2 separate regions of the Mus musculus genome follow, and region 1 is linked to region 2. Evidence: chromatin contacts called from public HiChIP or PLAC-seq data. All regions are on one chromosome and are shown on one strand. Each heading gives the region's core, a stretch centred on a gene start, on an enhancer-like site or on the middle of the called end of the contact. The rest is flanking DNA. Distances are from core to core; before and after follow the strand shown.

Evidence for each region. HiChIP or PLAC-seq counts read pairs in DNA pulled down with a chosen protein or histone mark.
Region 1: a contact with region 2 is called in a FOXA1 HiChIP or PLAC-seq map of pancreatic cancer cells. The contact joins two enhancer-like sites. A contact is called at or near these places in 3 of 484 Hi-C or Micro-C datasets (the C10 cell line, the F1.1 cell line and the HL-1 cell line) and 1 of 115 datasets of contacts at active chromatin or transcription factors (pancreatic cancer cells).

Annotation. Positions count from the first base shown.
Region 1 is chr6:94,401,145-94,407,293 of GRCm38.p6, reverse strand. No RefSeq gene overlaps it. Among named protein-coding and RNA genes, the nearest start is that of Slc25a26, 96 kb to the left of the region's middle. Within about 2 kb of position 1,688, at least 38 of the 459 cell types and tissues checked have an H3K27ac peak or open chromatin away from gene starts, as enhancers often do. A contact at or near this core is called in pancreatic cancer cells, where this site is marked.
Region 2 is chr6:94,199,404-94,205,925 of GRCm38.p6, reverse strand. The region is part of intron 1 of Magi1 (membrane associated guanylate kinase, WW and PDZ domain containing 1); the gene reads left to right. All of the region lies in intron 1 of 4930511A08Rik (RIKEN cDNA 4930511A08 gene), which reads left to right. Gm52867 (a long non-coding RNA gene) reads left to right here. Exons shown (of 2, transcript XR_003956333.1): 1 at 1-6,522. Among named protein-coding and RNA genes, the nearest start is that of Gm52867, 25 kb to the left of the region's middle. Within about 2 kb of position 2,140, at least 65 of the 459 cell types and tissues checked have an H3K27ac peak or open chromatin away from gene starts, as enhancers often do. A contact at or near this core is called in pancreatic cancer cells, where this site is marked.

The DNA of each region.
Region 1 (6,149 bases), core at 439-2,938, 200 kb before region 2:
TTGTTGCTGTTGCTGCTGTTGTTGTTGCTGTTGCTGCTGCTGTTGCTGCTGCTTCTTTTTCTTGTTCTTGTTCTCCTCCTCTTCCTCCTCCTCCTCCTTCAATGTGGGTGCTAGGGAATTTGGACTCAGGTTTTTATGCTTACACTGCAAGTACTTTACTAAGCCATCTACCTAGTCTCAGAGATGAGACTTCTGGGGAGTAATTGTGTCATGAGGACTCTGCCTCCATCTATAGATTAATCCATTAATGGATTTATGGATTTATAATCTTCCGGCATTATTTGGAATTGGTAGGGGGTATGTATAGGTGGAAGAAGTAGATCAGTGGGGATACACCTTTAGAAGCAATCAACATCTTGTCCCCAACTCCTCTTTTTACCTACTCCTGACCAGGGGCAGAGGGTAGTGACAAAAAATAGTAAAACAGGACTCTGCGTTTGGAGGCCCTGCAGTTGGAAGGAGCTAAACCATTTAATGAGAAGGCACTGGAGGGCAAGTCTGGTGCCAGAAGCTTCAGTAATTCTAGTTCAACAGAGTACATTAAAGCTACTACGGTTGGGAGGAAACAGTGATAGAGTGTATGGAGGAGCCGGAGGGGTGGGGTGGGCATGAATTTGATCAAGATACATTGTATTTACTATGAAAATTTTCAAGTAATATTCTTGAAAAGAAAGAAAAAGGTCACTGCACTTTAAAAGGTCAGATCTTGGATCTTGGGAGAGAGCAGGGAGTCTACTGTGGGGCAGTCAGTGCCTTCTCAGCCCCTTGCCTCTCTGTGCCCCCTCTGTGTTCTTAACTGGCCTGAAGCACTTACTCAAACGGCCTGGATACTGTAGCTAGTAATGATGGGCTAGCACTGCACTTCTGTTATCTTGCTGGCTTTCAGAACTAAGGCATAATTAAGAAGGGTGGTTGGGGAACATTCGCATTGTACCCCTAGAGGTGAAATTACTGGACCCAGGCAACATTTCCTGGCCATTACTCAGTGAGCAGCTAGCTCCGTTCCACCATGCCCTTGCCAGCCTCTGCCTTGCCTTAGGCTTAAAAGCAGTGACTATAGGCTGAGATCTCTTGAGCCCAAATACATTTTATCTTTTTTAAAAGTTTATTTTCTCTGGTCTTTTTTTTTTTTTTTCAAAATAATGAAAAGTCTAACACAGAAACATTGGGAGGCTCCCAAATGCCCACCATTCATGCAATCTGGTGTCTTCACTGTCTCCTGTCAACAATGCTCACTGGTCATCTTACACTGATGGTGACTCTGCTTTGGGAAGAGATGGAAAATATGGATTTTTCACCTTTCACTAATAGTCTCTGGTCTCATGAATTCAATTTTCTCAAGCACTGGCATTGATTTTACCGTTATGCCTGTGGGATTTCTTCTGGCAGGCCTCATCTCTCTGACTCAGCCAGCACCTTTGCAAGTGTTGGCTGAGATAGAGCCTACTTCTCTGGCCTGGGTTTCTGCAGTTGCAAAGGGAGCCGTCAATGCAGACAGACACTTGACTCTTTCACCTATATGGTCCTTGTAAATGCAGTCTAGAGATATCCACGCCTTTTTTTCAGTTCCCAGAACCTTATGACTATTAGAGTTTTAAAAGGCCTAAGAGACACCTAGGCAGCCAGCAGCGATTACGGTGTAGGGCTACTCCGGCTCAGAGGCATCTGGGATATCTGAGTGGCACATGACTCATTCTGACTCAGCCTCTGTTTGGTCCTCTTTATTCCAAGGATGGTGCTCTCAGAAGCTCACATCCTCTGCAGATCCAACTTGGCAGGCCTGGGATGAGGGTGTCACTTCCTAACTTAATACTTCCTAACTCTTTCTACACCCCACATCCACCCATCCTTCCATTCACCATGCCGACAAATAGTGTATGATCTCTGTTGCAGCAGAATAAACCAGGCAAAATCTAGGACGTGCTTGGGGGAATAGCAGTGTGCTGTGTCATCATCCTCCTTAAGAACTGTGAGTTAGGGAGCTGGAGAAATGGCTCAGCAGTTAAGAGCACTGACTGCTCTTCCTGAGGTCCTGAGTTCAAATCCCAGCAACCACATGGTGGCTCACAACCATCTGTAATGAGATCGATGTCCTCTTCTGCTGTGTCTAAAGACAGCGACAGTGTACTCATGTACAGTATACATATAAAGTATACATATAAATTAAATAAATCTTAAAAAAAAAAAAGAACTGTGAGTTAGATTCTGATACTGCTACCAAGGTGAACTTTTACTGGTTTCATGCCAAAGACCAGATGACAATTTTGCTTAGACCTTTTGGTTAAACCTTTGGTCCTTTCTTCAAGAAGCATGGTGTTACAAATTACACTTAGACATAGAATACAGATAACTAGATCCCATCGGGAACACACAGAGGGACTTTGCTTCGGATCCTCTTCCTGCTTGAATGTACCACTCCTGGGTCACACTCTCCTCTCTGAGATGGACTACACCCTCTAAATGTAGGGAAATAAACTCCTACTTTAAGCTGTTTTCATTGTTCATTCACGGCACTTGATGGTCTTAGTCAGGGTTTCTATTCCTGGACAAAACATCATGACCAAGAAGCAAGTTGGGGAGGAAAGGGTTTATTCAGCTCACACTTCCACACTGCTGCTCATCACCAAAGGAAATCAGGACTGGAATTTAAGCAGGTCAGGAAGTAGGAGCTGATGCAGAGGCCATGGAGGGATGTTTCTTACTGGCTTGCTTCCCTTGGCTTGCTCAGCTTGCTTTCATATAGAACCCAAGACTACCAGCCCAGAGATGGTCCCACCCACAAGGGGCCTTCCCCCTTGATCACTAATTGAGAAAATGTCTTACAGCTGGATCTCATGGAGGCATTTCCTCAAGGGAGGCTCCTTTCTCTGTGATAACTCCAGCTTATGTCAAGTTGACACACAAAACCAGCCCGTCCAGTGAGGATTTTATTCCTTTCTCCAAAGGAGGATCAGAAAACTCTTATGAACTACTTCAGAGAACAGGGGTGGGACCTTGATTGCCTTTGCAGTTTTCTAAAATGGTGACCCATCACATTTTGAGACAGCATGTGTGGTGGTTTCGATATGCTTGGCCCATGGAAAGTAGCACTATTAGGAGGTGTGGCCTTATTGGAGTAGGTGTGGTCTTGTTGGAGGAGGTGCGTCAACGTGAGGGTGGGCTTTGAGGTCTCCTAGGCTTGCCTTCCACCCAGTGTGGAATTCCAGCCTTCTCCTGGCTGCCTTCTGGTTAAGATGTAGAACTCTCAGCTTCATCTCCAGCACCATGTCTGCCCAAAGGCTGCATGCTTCCCACCATGACAATAATGGACTTCTGAAACTGTAAGCCAGCTCCAATTAAATGTTGTCTTTTATGAAAGTTGCCTCGGTCATGATATCTCTTCACAGCCATAAAGCCCTAAGGCAGTGTGTCCTGTTAGAATGAAGGCCTGGTACATGCTACTACACAGCTGAACCTTGAGAACATTGTGCTAAGTGGAAAAGGAAAAAGAGTTACACATTGGATGCTTCCAATGTGGTGGGTAAGTCTGTAAAGATAGAGTACAGACTCCCAGCTCCCAGCAGCCAAGAGTGGGAAGTGGTACTTGTAGTCTTCACCCTGGGAGGCAAAGGCAGGGCAATCAGAGAGTTCAAGGCTAGGCTGAGCTACGTCGTGAGGCCCTTTCAGACAGAAAGCTACAGAAAGAGAGGGAGAGGAAAGGAAGCAGCATTGTTTAATGCTAATGGAGTTCAATATCTGTTAGTAAAAACATCTGGGTAGATATGGTAACTACAACACAGTGAATAAACCAGCTGCCACTGAATTACTCACTTTGAGACAGTTAGTTTTAATCAACCCACAGTTTTATGTTTTAAAAAGAGTTAAATTTAGGATAGGTGACAAGGCATCTATGCTTTAAAAAGGAAACTGGACCTTGAACAAGCGTGTGCTGCTTCAGCTCCTTTCCAGGATGCTGGGACGCTGTTAGCTCAGCCCTGGGGCCTCTGTGATTCAAGTCCAGATTTCTGAGTTCTGCATGAACATAGCAACACTTTTGCTAGGCCTAGCAAGATGGCTCAGAGGGTTAAGGCCTCAGTTCAGTCCCAAGGACCTTGGGAAAGAAGAAGAGAATCAACTCCTACAAACTGTCCTCTAACCTCCACATGTGTAGTGTGGCATGCACACACCCAGAACAAATGAGCAATCAAGCTTAAAAGAACACATTTCTAACACTCTTTCAAAAGCCATTCTGTTATCATTTCCTCCATTGAGATGCCATAGCTAGTTCATCATCATGTCAAGCCTAGCACTCTCCTTCTTCCTCTGCTTCTTCTTCTGCTTCTGCTGCTTCTTCTTCTTCTTCTTCTTCTTCTTCTTCTTCTTCTTCTTCTTCTTCTTCCTCTTCCTCTTCCTCTTCCTCTTCCTCTTCCTCTTCCTCCTCTTCCTCTTCCTCTTCCTCTTCCTTTTCTTTTCTCTTTCTCTATTTTTTTTAAGTCAAGGATGGAGATCAGACAGACGATAGCAGGAGCCATATATTGGAAAAGGAAGCATTAGAGAAAATGTCAGGAGCCCCACACAAAGTGTTAGGGGAAAACAGCTTAGAATTGAGACAGAAAAGTCACTAGTTTTCTGAGTACCTCAGTGGGCAGACTCAGAGCAGCATGGCTGCATTCTGTAAAACATTCTGGGAAAGAAAAGTATGGCATCTCATGAAAGGGACGATTATTCTGCCTGCCTATTTAGCATGGTTTAAGGTAAACCCACTTTCCTAGGAGCAATTCCTATTTTCAGAGGAGTAAGGCCTACATCAGATAGTTGATCCACCTAGCTGGAACATCAAGTCTCAAAGCAGGCCAGAGATTTAGTCTCTTGGCCAGGAGGAATTTCTCCTTAGTGAGTCTTTCCTGGCAGCCGTTCTCAACTTTCCTAATGCTGGAACATTTCATACAGTTCTTCATGTTGTGGGGACCCCCTGACCTTAACATTATTTTTGTTGCTACTTCCTAACTATAATTTTGCCCCTGTTATGAATCATAATGTAAACATCTGTGTTTCCCAATGGTTTTAGAAATTTCTAAAGAGAAATGTGAATGCTGCTCTTTCGCAGACAGCTAACCCCAAGAAATTAGGTCTCATGCTGGGGGGTGGGGCAGGGCCTACCGGGAGGCTGAGCTTCTCTGAAAGAAATTTTATGCAGCTCTCGCAACTTTGTCAGACCAGCTCACAGGACTGATTAGAGCTGATGAAATGATGGGTCAATAATGGGCGGGGTCACACCTTGATCAGGGCTGCCTAGTTATGCAGGCCCTTTGCTCTCTGTTTAAATCTAAACCTTAAGTCAGAAACCTGAAGGAAGATCATCCAGGGAACAAGGATCCACAGCATCTCTTTATCCACACTGAGCAAATCTCCTTTCATAGCTCTTGACCGTGACTTGTCTCTTTAATTACCATAATTAGCACGGGAGGACAGGTGGCTGAGCCTAGATTGTGAGGTTGGCCAGAACCCAGGCTCTGACCAGAACACCTAAAACTATCTACATCCGAAGCTCTGGACTTCCCAGAGGAGTGGGCTAAATGATGAATTACCTTTGCATGTGTGTATGTAAGTGAATTCGAATTGATTTTTTTTCTTATCATTACAATTCCATGAGAAGGATGAATGGCTAATAGCATCTATTAGATTGAGATCAAGCTCTAAATCCCCAAGCCAATTTAGGATTTATCCTCTTGCCATTCAACAATTCCCTTGTCTTCCCAGCGTCACTGACTGCAGTCATTTGCCTGACCTGTAGCTTTGATGCTGTGTTAAGTATAACTCGTAACTCGTAACTTGAGTAGATGAACGGCACGGAGAGCACATTAACGCTTCTGACCCCATCATGTCCTCCCTTAAATGGGTTATGCACGTGTAGCACTGCTGCGGACCATCTGTCCTGTGTATTTAAGCTCTGTAATGAAATGGCCCGGCCCTCATTGTTTATTTATGGGATGCAGACAGCCTCGCTCAGTCCTAACTCACTCCTCAGTCACTGTTTTGCAGGCTAGAAGGCTCAAATAGCTGCAAAAGAAACGTTTGCTGCCTCAGATGGCGCTATTAAAAAGAGAATCGTTCCCAAAGAGACACTTATCTCCTGGTGGGGGAGGGGCCGCCAAATCACTATAAATTAT
Region 2 (6,522 bases), core at 891-3,390:
AAAAACAGTTACTTTCTTTGGAGAGAAATTGAGGGGCATTTGATGGGGAAAGAGAGGGCCTTTCCTCCCTGACACCCAGGTTATTGTACTCTGCTTCTGGGTCTCAGAGAAGACAGACAGTGGAAAACTTGTGCAAGGTAGCAGGCACTTGGTACCTTCACCTGAGCATTTCCCTACTCATTTTTACTTGAGAAGCAGAACATGCCAGAAGTCTGGTTAGGAGAGCAGGAAGGAGTGCCCTCATGATATCTTCACGTAGAGTTTGACTTAGAGAATTCCATTTGTAATTAAGTTTTAGTTTCATTTTTTTTAATCAGTTAAAAAGATTGTTTAAGATAATTTCATTTTCTCCTTTTTTAAAATTCATATTCCCCCTTTCTATTTTTATGCCTGTGTCTTTCTGTGTCTCTCACATCTTTCTTTCAAAAATATAGGGGAAGAGAAGTGGAGGGAGAGGGAACACACCAGGGATGGATGGATGGATGGACGGACGAATGATAGATACACTGGTGTCTGAATTCATACAACAGGAAAGGATCCCTTTATATAACTTTTTACTGCTTGATTTTGAGCAAACTTCATCATACCTTTAAGTTTCAATTCTTTGTCTCTCAATGGAGACAATGATTATTTCATTTGTTGTGGAGGTTCTGACAGAAAATGACAACCACATGAATTTCAAGAATAGGCGCAACTGGCTGTGCCTAGCATGTGCTCTGTGTCAGTTTCTATTCTGAATCCGTGGGCGTCCTCAGTTCTTTCTGCCCTCAGCACTGCCCTGAGGGTTGCGAAGTCTACTCAGTGGTGAGGAAACCAAGACGGCTCCTGTTAAAGGGACTTGGCTATGATCACTCAGTTACTGTGTAATAGGGTTGGCATTTAAATGAGGAGTGCTTTAGTCTAGAGTCTGTGTCCTTACATATAACACACCTCCTGCACACCGTCCATCCTGTCACACAAACCCACTCCTTCTCCCTGGAGATAACCATCGTTCTTTCAGCATCACTTCCTATGTGATTGGAAGCAACCGGTCTGGTGTGTACCACCTACAGCATGTGCATCCTACTTTGTTTTGTGATGGACTGTTAGGATCTGTAGCTCTGCCCCGTGGCCCGAGATCAGTCAAGATCACTCTAAAAGAAAGCTAGGCCACACTGAGCTTGGGCCTGTGTGTCGCACCCCCCACCCACAAAACCCCCACTCCCAACTAGCTTCTGAGGAAAACTGTGGCAAACAAAGGCCTTCGGAGGTTTTCTGAAACATGAATGCAAACTCAAATTTCATTTTGCTCCCAAAATGTTATTACCTAAAATCTTGAAAAATATTTTCTTTTAGGGTTATTTCCACAAGGTTGTTAATCTGAAAATGATCCAGGCCTAACAGGCCTGACTTTCTGCCCCTTGCTTTGGGCTGGAGAGTGGTGGCTGAGGTTGAATGGTGGTGGAGGAAATGAACTCATTTAATATTACACCTACCATTGGGATATGTCACCTCAGAGAGGGATGCTATGTCCCACAGCCAAGGCGAAACTTTTAAAGTCGTCCACTTTTAAAAAGAGCAGCATGTCTGCAAAGTCACAAATGTGCATTGGCCATCACCCTAACCAGGGTTGTCTCTCGAGATGGATGCTATTGTGACATTTTTCTCCTCTCTGTTTCCATAGCTGGCACTTGACAGTCGTCTTATTTTCCTTTCCTTGTCGTAGACACTGCTAGCTCAAGTGCTCCTGTGTTGTGAGGTCCTTGTCTAAATGAGGCTTATCAGGCCCCGTGAGTCTTGCACAGCAGAGACAAAACTTCGCCTGTTCCTGGTTGGGAGAGGAATGTGGCTGGTTCACCTGCCTCCCTGGATACACCTGTAGGGCTGGTTCCCCTGCAGACACCTTACTGCTGAATCTGTAACTCAGCCAGGGTTTGCTCTCCCCTGGCAACTCAGTGTCAATAGTGACAGGAAGCAGAGGGACTGAGGTTTCTGTGTTGTTTTTTTTTAACCTCCTGCTTAAGTCCCAGATATGTGTGCAATCTCTCTTACTCTGGTGTGGTAAAGTCGAAACTCGGCTTATCACTGGCCTGAGAGTCTCTGGGAACATAACTCTAGATAAGGTGGGAAAAAAATGCCATAGAAAGTTAATCTTTGCTCACAAAGAACACTGCTCTCTTTAATTGGCTAGGCTGTGACTAGGTGAGGGGGTGGGTGTGAGGGAAGCCTTCCATCCCTCCCGTGGGCAGTTTGGAAGCAGGAAGGAGTCGTCTGAGGGTTTATGTTCTTACTAGGTGTTACCTGCTTCTTGAGAAAATCCCAGGCAGCCTGGTTCTGCTGGAATCCCAGTCTTGTGACCTTGTACTTAACCTTTCTCTGAGCCTTAGTTGTTTGGTCTATGAAAAGGGAATGACTGAAGGTGTGCAACGCTGAAGGTAGGATTAAAGAGGTGATATTTGCATTCCTCAGCACGGCACCTGGCACGCAGTATTCCACAAGAGATTGCAGATGGAAACCAACAGTGAGAATTATACACAGTGCCGTTGATATTTATGTGGTCTTCTTGCTTACTAAATATTCTAGCATACACGTTGCTCACATGGGTTTAAATAATTGCTTATTGCTACAGAATTTTATTTCTCTCAAATTTACTGCTCCCAAAGTTCTTCCTGTTCGTTTGGCAGAACACAGAAGTTTGAGGCAGGGGCGGGGGAACACAGCCAGCGCAAGCTCTTTCCTTATCTTGGTTTGGCTGTGGTCAAATGCAAGTGCTGCGAATCATCAATATCGTAGTCACCGGATTGGGCCCCAGCGATAGAGACCCCTTGACAGAATCTCCAGGTAGTAAAGAAGCAAGCCTGGCCTGGAGATCATGGGGCCGCAGGAGGCCTGTGGGTAGAAATTAGGGGAGCCATCGATTTGGGAAGAAAACATGGTATCCATAGCTTCACTATGGTGCAGGTGTGGTGCAGGTGAACTTGAGTTTCCTCTCAGCTCTGAGTACAGGCAGAATGGGATAATCAGGGCGCTCTGCCAGGTCATCAGCAGGACTCCGAGATTTTTAAATACCTTGTAGTATTATTTATACCTTAAACAGTCATAAAGCAGGCTGACACGTAGCTCAGGCTAATCTCAGACTTAGGTTGTAGCAGTAGCAGAGGGTGGCCTTGAACTGATCCTTCTCCTTCTCAAATGCTGGGATTACAGGCGTATACCACCATGCCAAGAGGCCTTCTGCGTCTACCCCCCCCCCCCAAGAGATGGCAATACTCACCAAGTTCAGTCTTATGATCCCTCAGGGATTTTATTAAGAAAACACATTTCTGTATTGTAAATTTATTTTACAAGTACTTTAAAAAGCCGTATTTCAGTATAATTGCTTTCCTTTGTTCTTTTACACATTTTATTTTACTTATTTATAAATTCTGAGCAGTACCCATAGGACCCATAGGCTTTACAAACTACCAAAGGCATGCATGTACAAACAAACAGCGTGGTTGTGTAGTGAAAGCTAGAATGAATTGGCTTACTTTTAAAAAAATTTTTTTTCATGTGTTTGAGTGTTTTGCTTACATAGATATTATTATACACTATGTGACTGTGGAACACAGAGAGTCCAGAAGAGGGAGACACACACATGCTCTGGAACTGGAGTTACAGATGGCTTGTGGGTGCTGGGAATCCCATCCTGGTTCTTTGGAAGAACAGCCAGTGTTCTAACTGCCAAGCTTTCTCTCCCTGATTTGCTTCTTTAGAAGTGGATCTATCCAATATCAACATATTTTGAATTGCATGCAGTCTGAACATTCCTAGCTAGGTGTGGTGGTGCAGGCCTTCCTACCTGGGAGGTTGAAGTGGGAAGTTTCTAAGTTTAAGGCCTGCTTGTACAATAGAGTGAGATTCTAACTGGGGAGGGGTGGGGAACGACTTGGTCAAAAATCTCCCAGAGACTGAAATGGGCTGGGGATGGGCAGTGGCGGAGTAAAAAAGAGCAAAAGAAGTGAGTTAAATTAATATTAGTAATGTTGTTTTACTCAAATGATTATGTGTGAAATACTATTTCAGTAGGTTGGCTCTAGTAAAAGTTAATTGTGAGATATTTCGTTTGTTTTCTTACCATGAATGCTTGAACCAGGTCTGGCTTATATTTGGGTGGTGCAGGTTCGCGGCTACTCTGTCTACATGTGATAGAATTTCCCTTGAAGCGTGGATTCATGTCCTCCCAGCCCAGTGCACTTGCCTGTTATTTGCTTACACCAAAATGATGGAAGATGAACAAAATGAGCATTAATTTTTTAACCATAAGAGCTACAGGTTGGGGGTCCTCATGGTTGCTGGAGGTTGCAGTTGATGCCGATGGATTGTGCTGCTCTGGAGTCTAGCTGGACCTGGAACCTTCCCAGCAAGCACAGTGGTTGAACAGAGTGCTGTGGGGGTAGCCTGAGGAAGCTCTCCCATTCTGTTCTAGTATGTTTAGCAACACCAGTGTGTGTTCAGAGCCTTCTTTGAGCTCTGTTCGGCATTCTCCCTGCCCAGAGCCAGACATGATGTCCAGTTACCACAGTACCGAGCTGTTTTGGTGCCTTTTGCAAGGCCTTTGATGGATTAGAGGATAATTCACAAGTTTTTGGAAATGACTCTTACTGTTTTCTTAAACAATCTCTGGTGCTAAAATGAGCATGGTTTACATAGAGGACGTTTGGTATTTTGTTTGTATTCCTCTCCCTGAAGGTGCTTGAGTGGGGTGGGGTTGTGGTTGAAATGATTTACTTCATTTAAGTGTTATTGGACAGGGCAGGGTACAAGGCTGTTTTGGGAAGATTACAAATCCAAGATTGGCATTTGGACCACACAAGTTGAGTGAGACCTCTTCAAGGGTACTTTCTTACATTAGAAATGTTTTGTCCCTCCTGTGAGTGTTTTTCTGAACTCCAGACAGCCAACTGATTACGCACTTGGACAATCTAGCTCTTGTCTGAGATTCCTGAGAGACTCACAGCCCGAGGGGAGGTGGTGTGGGAATGAAACTCAAGACCATCCTTGTGGGTACTGGGTCAAAAATCTCCCAGAGACTGACATCGTGGTTTATTCTTTTTATGCATTTAAGCATAATAAATCCTTGGGAAAGGGATTTTGCGAAACAGTTATCACAACAAAGCTTTAGACATAGTTACAATAAAACTCCCTAGCAAGGTAGCAACGTACCTGTGACCCGTATAGTAAGAATGACTTCTATTGGCTGATAAACAGAGCTCTGGGCTGGGGCCTTTTTCCAAGGGATGATTCTATTCATTGAGAAACAAAGCCCAGTATTAGGTCCTAAATAATTAGGGGATTGAGGGGGTTAAGGAGGATGCTTGCTCCTAATAGAATAGCTAAGGCTCACCACGTTGTCAGACACCATTTACTGCAGCCTTCCAGGTGAGAGGCTGCCATTCATTTCCTTCCTTGAAGAAAGCAGAAGTCTGGCTCCTCTAATGCTTTCTGATTAAAATGTATAAAGTGTTACAAAAATATGAATCGGTAATGTTGCCAGTTCTGATCCACTATAAATACAGCACTAGGTCCTACACTTAAAAGTTGGGAGAGAGAGGAGTACTGGTGAGAAGCAGAGAGAGGAGACGTCTACATTGGGAAGAACAAGGAATCAAAGGACCTGGTGATCTCCCAAGTCCATGTTCAGCCCGACATTGACCTATCATTCCTTAGTTTCAGGTCTGTCCTGCTAGGTGGTCTCATGAACTGTCCGAACTCTGTGCTGCCCTAGGGTGTTAACCTTGCTGTTTGAGAGTAAGACCATTGTCACAGTTTAAAGGCAAAATTGAAGCAAGCTTTAATTAAGCTGGCCAGGTTGATGGGTTCTCTCTGGGTTTCTAGAAAATGGCCATGAGTCATTCCTTGCAGAGGCTTGAAAAGGCAATCCCACAAGGCCACTATATTTCCCATCAGGTCTAGTTCAGGACAAGCATATATCCTGACATATTTCCTGCCTACGTACCTCCTGCCTACATCCAATCAGGGGCAAGCATACATCCTGACTTATTTCTTGTCTACATATCTCCTGCTCACATGTGATCAAACACATCCTCTTGTTATCTCCCAAAAACAATAGCCTCCAGCCTTTCAGGAAGTATTTGTCCTTGGGCAAGGGGCTTACAAGTTAGAGGACTTTTTGTTTCATAGATCTGCCAGGCACAGTAATTTAAACTTAAATACGAAATGTTGCCTTTCACAAGGGTCCAACCTTCCATCCCTCCAGCATGGGATTCCTGAAGAGATTTTAGTCTTTGGGGGTCCCTTGTGTTGATAGTCTAATAACTGAAGGGAGGGTGTAAATGTATCTCTTCACCTGACAGGACAGTTATTTGTGTCACTCAGAATATGACACTTGAAGAACTCTTGTCTGTCTTGTGTACCTGGTGGCATGTTTCGTGTGTGCAGACTCTGAGCTGGTTGTTGACTGTTAAACTGCAGCATCCAGGAGGGAATAAATGGTGCTTTTTTGCTCTTGAGGAAATGTAGTCTTGGTAAAGTCCCAGTAGG